Linked DNA regions of Gossypium hirsutum: all the other regions are linked to region 2. The links are chromatin contacts, called in public Hi-C maps. All regions are on one chromosome and are shown on one strand. Each heading gives the region's core, a stretch centred on a gene start, on an enhancer-like site or on the middle of the called end of the contact. The rest is flanking DNA. Distances are from core to core; before and after follow the strand shown. Region 1 holds the start of LOC107888696 (formin-like protein 6). Region 2 has its middle 15 kb from the start of LOC107899353. Region 3 holds the start of LOC107888695 (zinc finger protein ZAT10).

Region 1 (3,426 bases), core at 844-3,343, 570 kb before region 2:
CAAAAGTCTAAGAAATTATTAGGAAAGAGCAGGGGTAATATTGGCTTGCAATTAAAATAAAACGCAGTACATCAGCAGAGCAAAAAAGAAGAAAAGGAATAATAAAAAGAAAAGGGGAATGGAGGCGGGAGCATGTCCCCCACATATGGCCCTCAACCAACTATACCAAGTGAGTCCGACTCCATCATACTTTTTTAGTACATTATATTTTGGGCTTCCGAAATTACATATTTCTCTAATTCTTCTCGTACATTTTACGTTTATTCGTTAACAAACTTGCCATTATTATTCTTCTTATAAGTATTATTATTAACTGTTATGACCATCATGTATAATCGAATTTGTCACCATCCTTACTCATCCAATCAGAGACAACCCACCAAGCCAATCACTAAAGCAACCTCCCAAAGACAACAAAAAAAAAATTGCATCATCATTAAGGTTAGATTTATAATATTTTGAAATAAAATTTATTTTTTATACAATTCTTTTTAAGTTTTGAACGAAAATTGAAGATGACTAAATTAGTAAATTTAGAGAAATTGTTGAAATTATTTAGTTTTCAATTTTTGAAGAATATGATCTAAACAACTTTCCTTCTTTTTAGTCTAATAAAGAAATTAATCTTTCAACTTTTAAATTGGAGAATAAATATATTTTAACGTATTTAAACTCACATTATCTTACATTAATTATAATACTGATACCAACCAACCATACTATTTAATATCATATTGTAATCGAGGAGGTATATTTTTAGTTAAATTTATGATCCAATTTTATACATGTGGTTTTGTTTGGATTGGATGTTTTGTTCAAACAAATTAATTATATATAAAATTTACTGTTTTAATTTTTATAAATTGAATTTATATGGTAAACAGATAAGTTATGCTAGACTTTTTTGGAAAATTTGTTTTTCAAAGACAACCGGATGTAACTTGTGGGAACATTTAATTTCACCTTTTTAAAGTAATTTATATCTATATATAATTAAATTTAAGACCATTAATTAAAAAAATTAAATTTCTTCCATTACTTATTTGTACATTAGCTTTCTATACAGAACTTTCCTACTAAAATTATTTTTTTTCCTCTGGTTAAAATTTCTATTCACTTCAGGCTTACTATCCACAAAACAGTCAAAGTTAATAATAATAATAATAATAATAAACCTACAAAAGAATTACTCCTTTCGGAATATCTGATATTCTTACCATTTGTAAATTTCAGATTAGGAGAATAAATTTCATTAATAATCTTATATTTTACTCACACCGTAGACTGACGTTGACGTAGTTATGACTTTAAAATTGGATTAATGATGAAATTGAACAACTAATTGATTTTTAATTGGATTGTTTAAAATAGGATAGATATTATTTCAAATAAAATAGTTGTTGACAGCTATCTTGTATATTCTTTTTAAATAAATATTTCTCCTGACACACCCACTTTTTTTTTTAAAGACACCACTCACTTTTCAGTTTTCAAATCATAAATTTATATTATTAATTTCTATTGTGATTTCGTTTAGAACCTAAAACTTTTGTTTTTCACACTTGCTGAGTTCTTCTTCCACTCTTCCTATTATGTTTGGATTGAGTGGATGGGCAAGAACCACTGATCTGAAGCAGATAAGGGCGAACAGGGGGGAAGGTGAGCAGAGGGCTGAGTGTTGATGATGGGGGGACTTTTTTTTTTTTTAATTTTTTTTACTTTTTGTATTGTTCCTGATTAAAAGATATTGAGATGGGTAGAAAACTGAGACATTTAGGTGGGCATTTGTCCGGTTCGGCTCATGTTAACAATTTTTTCAGTCGACAGTTCAGAGTCCAACCGTTATTTTTATCGATTCACAGTAAAGAGGGCAAAAAGAGATAATAGATTAATGAAATATGTGGCATATATATCTGGGTCACGACAAAAGAAGAAACAATTCCATAAAATAATCGGACAGAAAAGGACATTAACGTGGTCCTTTAATTCCCACCATTTATAGGGGCATAATCGTCCATTTACCTGGAAAACAGCCCCCGAATACCATAGTTGATTTGCTATTCCTCTAAAATAGCAGGTGTCATTCCAGTACAGTCCGAATAATTAATTAAAAATAAAAAATAAAAGATGCGACTATTGCCGATCTCATGTAGCATCCAAATCTAGAGGCAGAAAGAAGCTTCCCCCGCAGTCTAAAACAGCAGTACTCATATTTTTAGTATAATTTTCGTCCTTTTAGTTTGCTGTGTTATGCATTTTTGGCTAAAGGGTCCAACAGTTAGAGAAACAAAGTCCTTTCCCCCCTTCAGAGATGAATCTTCGACCCTGAAATTTTCACAATGAGATTGAGATCTCATCCACATTTCACTTTTTTTTTCTTCTTGCTTTCATTGTTCTTGTCGTCTTCTTCTTCTGTAATTCAAGATTTTATCATTTTTCATAGAAGAATTCTACACCAACCGTTGTTTTCGGTTGGTTCATCTCCGCCTCCAGGCGCTGACACTTTTTTACCTTCACCGTCTCCGCCGGCTCCAGATAGTCCTGTTTATCCAGACCCAAGTCAGCCATTCTTCCCTGAAGTTCCTTCAGGACCAGGGCAGACCGCAGATCAGAATCAACTGCCTACCCCACCATCTGCGCCTACTAATGGCTCGATGTCAATCCCAACCGCAACCCAGCCTGCCAAACCAGCTAAAAAGGTTGCAATTGCCGTCTCTGTTGGGATTGTCACTTTGGGAATGCTATCGGGGCTTGCTTTCTTTTTGTACCGTCACCGGGTCGCTAAACACCCTGGGGAAACGCGAAAGAGGCTTGTTGGAGGGAACTCCGATAGGTCGCAAGAAGACTCTAGGGTTCCACCCTCCAGCTTTCTTTACATTGGAACCGTGGAGCCCAGCAGGAGATCGGTGGGTGAAGTGAATGGTGGAGCTAATGGTTCGCCTTATGGTAAGTTGAATTCAGTGAGGAGGTCGGATCGATATAGGCCGAGCCCGGAATTGCAGCCATTGCCTCCATTGGCTAAACCTCTTGGGCTTGAGAATTCACCGACGGCAATGCCATCTCCATCTTCGTCTTCTTCAGATGAAGAGTCTCGGGGGACGGCTTTTTATACCCCTCAGGGCTCAACGATCAGCAATGAAGAAAGCTATTACACTCCGGTTTCGCGTCGGGTTAATGGCAATTTGGTGACTCAGTCGAGGAATGAAATGAATGGGAAAACAAATTCTGTTCCTTGTTCTAAAAGAACTTCTCCCAAAACAAGGATTTTAGCTTCTTCGCCGGAAATGAAGCATGTTATTATACCTTCAATAAAGCAGCAACAGCAGCAGCCACCTTCTCCACATCCTCCGTCGCCAACATCGCTACCCCTTCAACAACCACAAGGTCTAGGACCGGAGCCGCATGAGACTCAGGAATTTACTCACG
Region 2 (3,520 bases), core at 348-2,847:
TATATATTTTATTCGCTAACGTATTTTGTCCAACAATAAAACGATAATTATTGAGAAACATTACAAATTAGGACTTCTAAGTGGCTGTGGTTGTTTGATTTGATGGATCCGCAAGAATAATAATGGTTCGGTTGGTGTTGTTTCCAGAGGGAGCTAGGAGGGATATTGGTTGCTATTTGTGCCTGGGACAAAAAAGAAAAAGGGAAGAGGGGGAAAAAATAGGATCAGGCTCTTGAAAGCTTTAGATGCTTTGACACCATATAGATTTTTGGATGGAGATAAAATGAGTGCACTATTTTATTAAAGCAATTGCAAAGCTTAAATACATAAAAGTTGATCAACTTTTTAAGAATCCTACTCCTTGAAATTTTCTAGTTGAAGCTAAGATAGTATTACTCCTAAAAACTACCAACTTATTCAAATAATAATAACAAAAAGATCATAATACAATAATCAAAACCCCGGCAGTAGAAATTGTTATATTGTTCTGCTCAATACAATGGTGGCAAAGAAATTGGAGTAGGCAAGCACGACTAGAGTTTTGGACACAAGACAGCAAGGAGCACAATTGGTTGCGATAGCAGCAACACCAAGCAACAGTGAAAGATAATAAGCAGAGTTTTTTTGCTTTCCGGCAAAGAGAGAAATTAATCATAATAAAGAAAAATTAGGGTATAAGAACTTCTACTTCTAATTACCAAATAATTTTATTAATATATCACAAAAATATTAGTAAACTCTAATAAATATCTTAATAGAATAAAAATCTTAATCTAATTAAACTAAATAATAAAACAAAACACACGCCTTCCTTTTTTCTCTTAACTAAGGGTTAATTACAAGATTAGTCTCCCATTAAACATTAAAATTTTAATTTAATCCTTAAAACAAAGTCGAAATCTAATTTAACCTCGAAATTAAACTAAAAATTTAAATAAGTTCATAATTCATAAAAATACTAAAAATTTAAATTTTATCATTTTATCTAAAATTTCAAAATTAATTTATTATATACAAAAACTTATAAACTTATCTCGATTCGATGTAAAATTCGATATCAAAATTTATAATCCTAAAGAAAAAGAGAATTCTTTATTGTAGACCTTTTGAAACAATCAAATTATTGGATGGAAGAAGAGAATGAATTTGATTGGATCTTGAACCTTGATATACAAGGCATGATCGTTTACAAAATTATGAGCAATGTTGAATAGTTGCACGACATAAATTGGAGGTTGATATTGAAGAGTTATGGTTCCATATTTGGTTGTTTTTTTTATACAATATTTAAAACTATTCATAATCATTTACGACTTATAAATATGAAAATAAACTCACTTTAGTACACTCAAACTCACGTCTTTTTACTCCGATAATAATATCAATATTAATCGAATTAAGATTTGTGTTTGATGATGGTTGAAGCTTGTGTCCGAGTACTGTGAGAAGATATTTTCAAAAGGGCAAAACGAAGAGGGCCCTTGCTGCAATGGGTTGATAATTGGAACAAAGCTTTGGGGCTTAGTAAATCATAGAGAAAGTCAACTGTCATAGATGACCACATCTGCCTGGGCCATATAGATCGTTGGAACAATGAGCCACATGGTTCTGGGCTTAGATGATTAGTTAAGGTTTCCGTTCAAGGCTCAGTTGACCTGACCCAGATAGATGAACCCAAACATCAAGCCGACTGTAAAAAAATAAAAGTAGAGTTAAATTATGAAGAGGTGGTTGAAACACTGTAAAGAAACATACTATAAAACTATACTTTATTCATTCATGGCAGCAACAACAACAACACTAATAATATGAAATTATGAAAATAAGTAAGAGATGGTTGGCAGTTGGCAAAGGGCCAAAGGCTAAAGCAGGGGAGCGTCTTCCTTCCATGATACTACTAATAAAATTAAAAACCAGAGTGGGCTGAGGATGGTCCAGCCTTTGGCACGTGAAGACGCTCCTCACCCTGGCCTCCCATTATCATCACCCGTGTTTATCAAATTCCCTTTTCTTTTCTTGCTTTAGCTTACCCCTAAATCTTCCTTATTTTAACCAACATATGGGACCTATAATATTTACACATATATAACAACATAGCTTTCACAATCCATTCTATTTTACAAATTAATGTAACCTCCCTCTCCACAATGATTACTTCACTTATTTATGCCTTAATCTTATCTTGGACTTATGAAATCCCCTTTTTTCTTTTTTTTGTTTCAGGAAGGGATTGGATCTTGCTCTTCTTTTTTAATAGATAAGTTACATTAATAATTTAATCAAATGTTTGGATACTTTACACTATCATTTGAATTTTTTTTTATTCTGTTTTATATATATTAAATAAAAGATTGTGCACTAATTATTGAGCTCAAAATATAATTGCATGGGTAAAAGTATTATGGAATTCATTGTACTAGAAGTTAGATTGCATTTTACAAAAAGATTGCATTTTGTCCCCTCTACTAAAAAAATGAATAAATTAGCCCATATACATTAGCTTAAATAGCAAACCGTTGTTTCTATAAAAATTTCCATCCATTTTTACTATTAAGAACTGATACTTGTACATTAATTTTTGATGTACACATTGCATCACATGTAATTTTTTGGCTATTCTATTAGTTATGTCAATTTTTAACCGTAAAAATGGGTAAGTTTTTTAAAAGAAATGGTCAATTTACTCTTTGATCTAATGTATAGGGACCATTTGACTCATTTTTTAAATAATAAATAAATAAAATATAATCTAACTCCTAATATAAGAATCCCGTGATACTTTTACCTAATTCGTTACCAAAAGAATGAAAACAGCAAAAATGTTATTAGGTTGAAATTAAAGTATATAGAGCATGCTACTTGTGTTAGATATGACACCTTTTTCCTAACTAAATAAATGAAGAATTATATATGTACATATTGATTAAATAATTTGTTGGTGAAAAACATTAATATTCATAATTTTTGGACCATATTGAATAGGGAGTTTTAGCTTGGTTTGATTTATTTCTATAACAAAACTTTACAGCTTGTAAATTCACACACACATTTATATAATATTAATGATTTCCAAGGTTGATAACAAATGAAACATGCATGTGCATCACAATTTGTGAAAAACTAATTAAAAAATATACTAGCAATTAATTGATACTGTTTATTGGAAGTATATAAATGAAAGAAAACAGACAAAAATAAAAAAAATTTTGAAAGAAAGAACATATTCTCTAATGCAACAATGATCACTATATATCTTTTTTGGTAAAATTAATATTTTTTTATCAGACCCTCTGATCGTTAAGAAGTGATTAATATGAAACTTGAACGTTAATATTATCTGAGTTTTTGGGATTTTGTAATCTAAATCAATTTTTCTTAATTTATATCACTGTTTTGATCAATAAAAAAGGGGGGGGCAGAACTGCATGCATTGCAGGAACCCTAAAAAGAATTGGCTTTAATAGTTCATGGGCACTGCTCACATTCTAATTAAAATAGCATTCAATTTATGGTAAAGTAA
Region 3 (3,497 bases), core at 268-2,767, 630 kb before region 2:
TCAACAAACGTGGCAGCCGACGCGCTTTGCCGGCGGCCAAGGATTCTCCACCACTTCATCGTCGGTGGAATATTTATCTCTTTGGTTAACGTCGGGAGTACTTAGTTCCTGCGGTCCAGCAGGCAAATTTAAGTCAAAGTCACGTTGACTTTGGCTCGGTAACTTAGCACCATCGCTGCCGCTGTTGTTATTGCTGCCAGCTTCGTAGTGGCATCGCTTATGCCCTCCTAAAGCTTGACCTGAAGAGAATGTCTTGTTACAAATTGAACACACGTGATTCTTGTTACCAACTCGATTAATCATGAGAGGTAAATTTGTAGGCGGCGTGACTGTGGTGGCAGCAACAGCGGAGACATCAGCAGTGGTCTTGGTGGCGGCGGTGGTGATGGTGAGGTGATCTCCAGCTCCAACAACGAGTTTCCTGTGACTGGCCTTGTGTCCTCCTAAAGCTTGATGAGATGGAAATCCCTTGTTACAAACCGTACACTTGTAAAGGTTGAGGGAGGTTCTGGAAGCAGCCGAGGCTGAGGGAATGGTTCTGGTAGTTGTTCCCTGAGCCAGCATGAGAAGGCAAAGAGCTAAGTATTCTTCTTCGGTTGGTGGGTTTTCGGATCTGGGTCGTTTGGTTCTTTTCCTCTTGGTCCAGGGCTCAACACAGTGGAGGTCGACTATATCATCACGGTCCAGCAGTGGAGGAGCTGAAGTTGGGGAATTCAATGTGTCAAGAGCCATGATTCTTCTCTTGTTATGTGAGTGCTTCAGTGAAGAAGGAAGGATTGATTTTTATATGGAAGAGTGGAGGAAGTAGGAAGGAAAGTGGTTGATAAGTGGAGAGAAAGAAGGGTGAAAAGAAATTGCAATACTCTGCTCTCACCAATATTGGCACGTCTGAATCTGATCATAAAAGTCGTCCTTTGGAGAGTGAAGTGTGGTGTGGGCTATTATAGTTGTCAACAAAAGGAAATAAACAAAGGCTTCGAATGAATGGTAATAGATTTGATGTTTTGTTTCTAATGTCTGCTAAGTGGATACTTTGTATAATTGACTGTTTCCATTCAAACCAACAGCCCCCTGTTCTTCAACTTTTCTTGCTTTTTTTTTTTTTTCTTATCGATGAGTAAAAACAACAGTGAATAAAAGAGAAACTTGAAATCCGTCCAAAAACATAGTCAAAATTCGTTAGAAATTAAACTGGGTAAGATGGCAAAATTGTTAGTAGTGGGAGAAACATTGGAGATGGCTGGGAATGTAATGTCGGTATCTGAGTGTTGATGTCCTGTAATAAATCCTCATCGATGGGAGTGCACCATGTTTTGCACAGCAGTAAGTGGGGACTTGACTTCCCTTTTCGGTGGTCTGATTTTTATAGAGTGGCGTGTCGCTCGGTAATAGCGGTCGTGACTTTGCCGGTGGTTGGTGAGTCTTCTCGGAATTACGTGGGTCTTCTTGTCATGGCCCACGTCTCTATCCACCGCTGATTGATGATGCAACGACCCATTGTTGACTTGTTGCTAAGACATCCAACCTCAACAGTACATTGCGAAAGGTAATTTGTTGGTATAAGATATTCCTATACTCTTATGCAGTACATTTCCTTGGTATTCATGTAATGGTAATGGTACAACGCGTTATGTTATTGTACTGAACGAAATGGCAACATCGAAACGTAAAGGAGCTTGGTCGGGGCATCGAACCAATTCAAGGTTGAACTGAGAAACAACTTGAAATTAAACTTACTGGTTGAACCATCCATGTTGTGGCAACATAAAACTCCACAATCCAGATCCTTAACCCTGAAAACTCTGTAAATCGCACTTCATATACTAAAGATTTACGCAACTTGCAAATAGAAGTTTCAATCATCCAAGTAAATTGAAGAAAACAATTAAAATTTTAATTATTAAAACCCAAGCCCATATTCATACTCAAGCCCAAAATAGAAATATTAATACTCATATATTAAATCCAAATGGTAAATTAGTTAAGTAATTTTATCCTTTTTACTGTATAATTGAGGTCATTAGTTAATCTCATAGTGAAAATTTGTTTAATATAATTTAGTTTTTAATCTTAGAGGCAGGGGTTGTCAGTCCCGCCTCCTAAAATGATTTTTTTAATTATAAATTAGTAAAAGTAAAATTACACTTTATCTCTTAAAAATGATAAAAAATTAATTTAACCTTTTAAAAATTATAAATATATAAACTATTAAAATGGTGAAATTATATTTTTACTATCATAAAAATTACAATTTAATTCTGATCCCTAAAAATATTTTCTGATCACTTCACCCCTGCTTAGAGTATAATTCGTACTATTTTTTAATATAAAAAACATATATTAAATAATATTATTATCCTTTTTGAGTTCAATTAGTTTTCTTAAAAAGTATAAAACAAAATAAAAATAAAATCTTTCATGTTAAACTCTAAAAATAAAAATAAAAATAAAAATTTGTGACTTAACTTGAACAAAGTAATGATTAAAACTCTTATTAAATACTCGTTTGACATAAATTCGAATACCCTTAATATTATATTAAAAAAATTGTTTTAAAAGGCTGGTCACAATCCCCAAACTAGCCAATAAATTTGTATAATTACAACCAAAAAGAAAATAAAGTATATAATATATATTTAAAAAAAATCAAATAAATCAATCGAATCAAATAAAAACATTTGGTTCAATCAATTTTAGTACTATAATAGATTCGATTTATTTAATTTTATTGGTTTAATCGATTTATTCGATTTTTGGTAGATAAAAATTAAATTGATCAAATGCACGCCTTGATGTAGGACTAGAATTGTTTATAGCCTGTTCTCAATTTATAAATAAAAGGATAATGCTCTTTAGCGTACTTAAATTCATATCTCCTTATATTGACAACAATATTCGTTACAATCGAGTTGAGATTAAATTCGCCATATTTGAAGAACAATTCTAAGGCCTGCGAATCTGTGATAGGATAACCCCCAGGTACAGTAGTTAAAAAGACAATTAATTTTAAGCCGTTTTTGCTTGCATTCGTTCCACTCCCTATGGTGAAAAGCAAAAGACATTCACCCTGAAATCAGATCCCACAAAATCATGCTTTATTCTAAAAACAAACTCATTCTCTTGTTCAACTGAGAACAAACGAACATTGAAGAAAACCTGAAAGAACATCAAGACATTTAATTAGGAACTTTTTTATAAAGGAAGCAAGATGCTTGAGACTAGCTTGAGAAATATATAAAATATTTTTATAGTGAAATATGTATTCACTTGGGTCAGAGTTGATAATCATAGCAATCCCTCCAAATTGCAAGTCCCTCCATTTCTCTTGGTATTCAACCAGTAGTTATTAAAAGCATAAGAAGCATGAGCAACAACAACGTCTGGGTAAAACAGCCCCCATAAGATATAATCACTTCATAATTAGCACCGCCTTCACCATAGGTAGAGTCCGTTGCTTCTTGGAGAGTCTCAAATGAACACACACACATACACCCCAT

Evidence for each region. A called contact is a pair of places that touch in the nucleus more often than the background predicts.
Region 1: a Hi-C map of leaf shows a contact between it and region 2, with 1.6 times the contacts expected there. The contact joins the promoter of LOC107888696 here to the enhancer-like site in region 2. A contact is called at or near these places in 8 of 34 Hi-C or Micro-C datasets (callus, hypocotyl and leaf).
Region 3: a contact with region 2 is called in a Hi-C map of leaf, with 5 times the contacts expected there. The contact joins the promoter of LOC107888695 here to the enhancer-like site in region 2. A contact is called at or near these places in 5 of 34 Hi-C or Micro-C datasets (callus and leaf).

Annotation. Positions count from the first base shown.
Region 1 is chrA11:63,011,899-63,015,324 of Gossypium_hirsutum_v2.1, reverse strand. It overlaps LOC107888696 (formin-like protein 6), which reads left to right and starts at 2,093. Exons shown (of 4, transcript XM_016812870.2): 1 at 2,093-3,426. The coding sequence starts at 2,340.
Region 2 is chrA11:62,446,303-62,449,822 of Gossypium_hirsutum_v2.1, reverse strand. No RefSeq gene overlaps it. Among protein-coding and RNA genes, the nearest start is that of LOC107899353, 15 kb to the right of the region's middle. Within about 2 kb of position 1,597, at least 3 of the 9 cell types and tissues checked have an H3K27ac peak or open chromatin away from gene starts, as enhancers often do. A contact at or near this core is called in hypocotyl and leaf, where this site is marked.
Region 3 is chrA11:63,076,520-63,080,016 of Gossypium_hirsutum_v2.1, reverse strand. It overlaps LOC107888695 (zinc finger protein ZAT10), which reads right to left and starts at 1,517. Exons shown (of 1, transcript XM_016812869.2): 1 at 1-1,517. The coding sequence starts at 732. The coding sequence ends at 1. It overlaps LOC121209912 (a long non-coding RNA gene), which reads right to left. Exons shown (of 2, transcript XR_005905095.1): 1 at 3,268-3,497; 2 at 2,852-3,156.